Regions from separate parts of the Rattus norvegicus genome. Here region 1 is linked to region 2. Evidence: chromatin contacts called from public Hi-C data. All regions are on one chromosome and are shown on one strand. Each heading gives the region's core, a stretch centred on a gene start, on an enhancer-like site or on the middle of the called end of the contact. The rest is flanking DNA. Distances are from core to core; before and after follow the strand shown.

The links. A called contact is a pair of places that touch in the nucleus more often than the background predicts.
Region 1: a Hi-C map of liver shows a contact between it and region 2, with 2.3 times the contacts expected there. The contact joins the promoter of Rpl8 here to the promoter of C7h8orf82 in region 2. A contact is called at or near these places in 2 of 12 Hi-C or Micro-C datasets (Schwann cells and liver) and 1 of 1 datasets of contacts at active chromatin or transcription factors (oligodendrocytes).

What each region holds. Positions count from the first base shown.
Region 1 is chr7:110,505,447-110,508,146 of GRCr8, forward strand. Rpl8 (ribosomal protein L8) reads left to right here and starts at 1,369. Exons shown (of 6, transcript NM_001034916.3): 1 at 1,369-1,393; 2 at 1,582-1,729; 3 at 1,819-1,960; 4 at 2,088-2,306. The coding sequence starts at 1,592.
Region 2 is chr7:110,325,137-110,328,044 of GRCr8, forward strand. C7h8orf82 (similar to human chromosome 8 open reading frame 82) reads right to left here and starts at 1,616. Exons shown (of 3, transcript NM_001007751.1): 1 at 1,452-1,616; 2 at 972-1,020; 3 at 1-800. The coding sequence starts at 1,613. The coding sequence ends at 355. Arhgap39 (Rho GTPase activating protein 39) reads right to left here. Exons shown (of 12, transcript NM_173122.3): 12 at 1,782-2,908. The coding sequence ends at 2,833. It also overlaps a transcript of Lrrc24 not described here.

The DNA of each region.
Region 1 (2,700 bases), core at 119-2,618, 180 kb after region 2:
TTGAGGTTCTCCTGATCTACAGAGTTCCAGGACAGCCAGGGTTACACAGAGAAACCCCATCTATAAATAAACATATAAGGTGTCTTTGTCCTCTGGAAGGACAGCCGAGTGGAAGATGCCTCTATAGGAAGAGTGTGACAGGGACTGAACATTGCACATACACTTATAGACTCTTAGAAAACTCTCACAGATAACCTAGTGGTATCAGGGCCCTAAGTACAGCCAGAAAGCTAACTATGGCCCTGCAAGGTTCACAAGACAGCACTAGCAGGTATCCTCCCACAGTCTTTGCTATATAAGGCATCTTTCTCTCTGGTTTTCTTCTGGGCTGACTCAGCCCTGGGTGGCCTAGACCTCTGCCCACTACCCTTCTGGAATACCCCATGCACTAGTACCTGTGGTACTTGAGCCATGCCAATGACAGGGTGTCCCTTCCTCTTTTCAGTGTGTCAGACCACCAGCCGTGTCCCTTCCTCCTCAATATGCCAATTTTAGCCTCTGCCGTGCAAAATCTCCTAGTCCTGACAAACCTCTATTATCAACTGGGACCCTGACCCTCAGTTACTTCCCTCTCCGTCTTCACCTATATGGCATCCACTACTTAGGTTTCACTCAAATGAAGACCCTCTGTTTGGGGGCTCTCTGGCACCAAAGACACACATAGGCCACTTTATTGCCATGCATCACTGGTCTTCCGGGTCACTGTCCCCACCCTCGTCCCAATTACTGAGGCCAATGACTTCTGTCTTCTCTGCCAGACATCTTGAGAACTCCGCAGGTGACCATCCTAAATCCCAGTCATTACCTTTTTGTTCTTCTCCCCGCTACTCCCCCCAGAGTGTTTTTTGTTTGTTTGTTTTGTAGCCCTGACTTGTCCTGGAACATGTTCTCTAGCCCAGGCTGGCCTGGAACTCCGGCTGCCCCAGTCTCCTGAGTGCTAGGATTAAAGGCGTGTGCTACACCCCGGCCTGGAAATCCCAGCCTTCCAGGTGTGCAAAGCACTAGGTTTCTCGTGACTGCTCACTCAATCTCTGTCTACCTCGGAGCCACCATCGGGAGCCCCACAACTTATATGGAAATCCTTCCCTGGGACCAACTCGGATTCTCGGATTCTGCGTGGCCCTGGACAAACCCTTCCACCTCTTGAAGCCTCCTCCACCGTCCACCTGCACTCCATAAGGCTTCCGAGTCCGTTTCTTTAAAGTCAGCCTCTCCCCAGGGAGACTTAGGTGTAAGCCTCAGTTCAGCAAGTTGGTAGAGACACAGGACCCCGCATAGGACTACAAGCCCCGACAGGCATTGCGCTGGGGAAGGGGCGGGGTTATGGCTCCGCCCCGGAAGATAAGGCTGCCGTGAGCCGTGTATTTCCTCTTTTGGCCTTGCTTGCCGGCAGGTAGGTTGTGTTTTGTCTACTGCGGGTTTGAAAGTATCCACCGCCATCCGCCACCGTTTAGTACTTGGTGGTCTGTCATGCGGCCTGGTCCACTCATCCAAGACCGGGAGGGAGGGATGGAGTGCTTTCGGCCTTGGGAGCTGGCCGGGACATGTTGTTTTTGGACGCTGAAAGTGAGCCATTTCCAGACTCGCCGCCATGGGCCGTGTGATCCGAGGCCAGAGGAAAGGTGCCGGTTCTGTGTTTCGTGCGCACGTGAAGCACCGTAAGGGAGCCGCGCGTCTGCGTGCTGTGGACTTCGCGGAGCGACACGGCTACATTAAAGGCATCGTAAAGGTGTGAGGCACCACCGGCGGGGGCAAGCAGGAGGGGAACAGGGCGTCTCGAGCAGACCTTGTAATACAACATGCCACCCTGACCCACAGGACATCATTCATGACCCTGGCCGCGGCGCTCCCCTCGCGAAAGTAGTCTTTCGTGATCCCTATCGATTCAAGAAGCGGACAGAGCTGTTCATCGCCGCAGAGGGAATCCACACTGGACAGTTTGTGTACTGCGGCAAGAAGGGTGAGCTTCAAGGCGGGGAAGGGAGTGTCGGATCCGGGCTTGGAATGCAGAACTTTCGTGGTATGGGAGCGGTGTGGGTTTGCGTTGCTTTTAGCGTTATTAGTTACTTTGCCACCTCTCTCCACAGCCCAGCTGAATATTGGCAATGTTTTGCCCGTGGGCACCATGCCTGAGGGTACTATCGTGTGTTGTCTGGAGGAGAAGCCTGGGGACAGGGGCAAGCTGGCACGAGCCTCCGGGAACTATGCTACAGTCATCTCCCACAACCCAGAGACCAAGAAGACCCGAGTGAAGCTGCCTTCAGGGTCCAAGAAGGTCATTTCCTCTGCTAACCGAGCTGTTGTTGGTGAGTGCCAGAGGGCAGTGGAACCCTGAAGACAGGGTGGTCACCTGCTGGGCCAAGGTCCTAGAACCAGATTGCTTATTTCCTTAATCATGGAGGAGGGGAGGGGAGCTTCTTTGAACACAGAATAAAACTCAGGGTTGAATTGTAGAGTTCTACAGTATCTACTCTGGGGTTGTTACAGGGCTGTCAGGGTAGTTGATTAAAAGCACTGTTTGCACTTTTAGAGAGCACCCAGATTATTTTCTCACCTCACAACTGTGACTGCTGTCCTGGGGATCTGATGTTCTTTGCTGGTCTCTGGGCATTGCGTAAATGTGGTGTATGGCTACAGACATGTAGGTGAAAATGCCTGTATGCATAAAATTAGGGTTTAAAAAAAGATTATACCGCTCGG
Region 2 (2,908 bases), core at 366-2,865:
TTGGGGTGGGCGCGCACGCGCACCGGCTCACGCGCGCCTTGCGCCTACTGCCTGACGTGACCGGCGCAGGCCAATCCGTGGTATGCAAAGCCGGTGCAAGGGTTAGAGGTGGCCGAGAAAGGATCTTTGTAGGGACAGAGGATAGCAGGGCTGCGCCAGAACCTTGGACAGCGCCAACCTACAGTCGCCCAGGGCTCACCTATGCGCGCGCGCACGCGAATGCACTCAGTCACCGTGCAGGTGACAGTGGACATCTAGGTTAACCTGGAGTTCTGAAGCCGAGAGGGGTAACCTGCGAATACTACAAAACCCAGTGTTTGCCCTAACCCTCCCCACACAGCCCCAGCCAGAGTCTCAGGGGGGCGGGGCAGCGAGCAGCAGCGGGGCCAGATCCATAGTTAGGGCGATACGCCGACCTTGCCACTGTACGTGAGAGGGGACCGTGGGTGAGTTAGGTCCATACTCGAAGCAAGCGCTGAGCTCGAAGGCCAGGGCCGAGCGCACTAGACCCACGCCGCCTGCCCGCTCCGGTGCTGGGTGGTACAGGCGCCCATTGGCCGCCAGGGGTAGCAAGCGAGCGGGCTCGAAGGGTATGGCCAGTGCCTCGCCGCCGCCGCAGTAGGAGAGACGAGGTGACTCGCTGTCGGAAGCCAGGAGGTGCGTGAAGACCACTGGCCGGTCTTCACAGCGCAGGAAGTTACGCTCTCTGCCACAAAGCGAGAGGAAAGGGAAGGAAGCCTCGTAGCGCCCGCTGTGGTTGGGTCTCAGACGGGAGAAGAAAGTGACCAGGAATTGCAGGTCTGTGGGAACAAAAGGCACGGACTGATCACGCTCGGTGACCAAGCTTCCCAGACACGCTCCTTTTCCTGGGCACACCAGCACTGGCATGAGCTAGCCTCCCACCCCCTTTGTGGATGGGGGCTTCCCTCAGAGTCGGGGTAGAGATAAGGGAGCAGTGCAGTAAGCAATACCTTTGAAGCAGGTGATAAAGTTCTTCATTTTGGAGTCATCTAGGAAAAGCTGCAGACAGAAGGAACACAGTGGACTGTAAGTCCTGGCAAGAAAGCCCGAAGGCCGGTGGTGTTTGCTGTCCTTGCTTTTCTGTGTGATTTGTTCGGGGCGGGGGCATGTGAAAGGGCCCTGCGGACTTTCTACAGACAGGTTTTCAGCATTGCAGCCCCCACCCCTTTTTCTACAGCAGACTTGACGGCCCTTTGTCACTAGCAATCACGAGCACTTGGCTCTAGGATTGGTGCTAGGACAGACTAGTGTGGGCGGGACTGCGATGCCGTGTAAGCAGCTGGCCCGGAATTTCCGGCTTCCAGCCTAGGCTTTGAACCCAAATCTACACGTAACACCTAACCCAGGTCTCGTCCCTAGAACCATTCCCCACCCGGTGCCCATTCCGCTGCTCCCCCGGGACTCCTCCCTCTGTCACTCGCCAGGCACACCTGGCCTTGGTGATCCACATAGTAGAAATACTCGCGGGTTCTGGGCTCCGGACTTTGGCCCTGTGTGTAGGAGACACGTTCGTTCCCACTGCAGGCCCGAGCTCTCTGCGACCTCGCCAAGACTAGAGCCAAGTTACGCATTGCCCCGCAAGGCGGCCACATCCTTTCACACCGGAAACAGATCACACAGTGCTGTGCTTGGGGTTTTGGGTTCCGCCGGCAGCACGTGCTCGGTGGGGCGGAGCTGTCTGACCCGCCTCCGGAAGTAGCTACGGGATGTGGACCCGCCCCCCACCCCCGCCGTGTCAGAAGTAAACTGGAGCACAGGTAGCGAGTGTGCACTTGAACTTTATTCACACGGAGCACTGTCCCCTCGATCCACACGTCCGAGGGAGCGCCTGCGGCCAGAGAGGTCCTGGAGAGGTCCAGGACCTGACCCAGAGAGCTGCGGGCCTCCGTATGGCGGGACTTTTGTTTTTAATAAATAAAAACTCTAAAAAATATATATATATATAAACAGGAGAAATGAAGTTTGACAATTTGTTTGAACTCAGATTCCAGAATGGAAAACGCAGACCAGTCCAGGCAGGTCTCATCCGCGCGCCGCCTGTGAGTGGAGTTTGGTCGGAGGCCGCGAGGTCAAAGGAGGGTGGTGCTAACTTGCTCAGCGCGAGGACCACACGGCAGTTCAAGAGATAAATAGCATCTGGTTAAAACTATGTCCTTAGCAAACTTAGTTCTGACATCTGTCATTCTATTTATATCTTTATACACAAGTAGGCTGGGTATGGGATAGGTTCTGTACTCAAAAAAAAAAAAAAGCCCCCCAAAACAAAACAAAACCTCTCATCCTCCCCCACCCTCCCCAAGAAAGCCTGCCTAGCCCTGGCCCTGCCCTAGAGGGCTTTGGTTTGGGGCCTCCCCTTTCACAAAGACCTATTAGGCATTGGGTCAACAGAGTTGTGTCCTAGTGGTGGCCAGCACAGCTCTCCAGAGCACCTCTAATTCTCCTTCAGGCCCCAGCCAGAGGCCCCTAGACTAGGGTAAGAGGGATCAGGGCACGAGTGCCTTGGTGGAGGATTGCTCTGAAGAGGGGAACAAGGTCGTGTTGCCCTGAGCAACGCGGTATGTGCTTCAGCCGACCAGGAGGGCAGTGTTGCTCGGCTCCGGGAAACAGAAGGCACTTCTCGGGGCTGGCTTGCTTGCGACCGGCAGGGCGAGCCGGTACCCACAGGAACTGGCCACGAGATATGGCGTGGCTGCTTTGCCCGGGAGGGCCTGGGGCAGGGCGGGCGGCTGGCGGGGCCTGGCATGCTGCCTCGCGCTGGGGCCTTCCCTCCCACCTCCCCGGGTGTCACCCTAGGAGTCCATAGCCCGCGTGCTATAGCACGCCCTCCATGAAGCTGGTATCTAAATGCTGAATGAGCACTCGAAGGAAGGACATCTCCTTTCGTGTA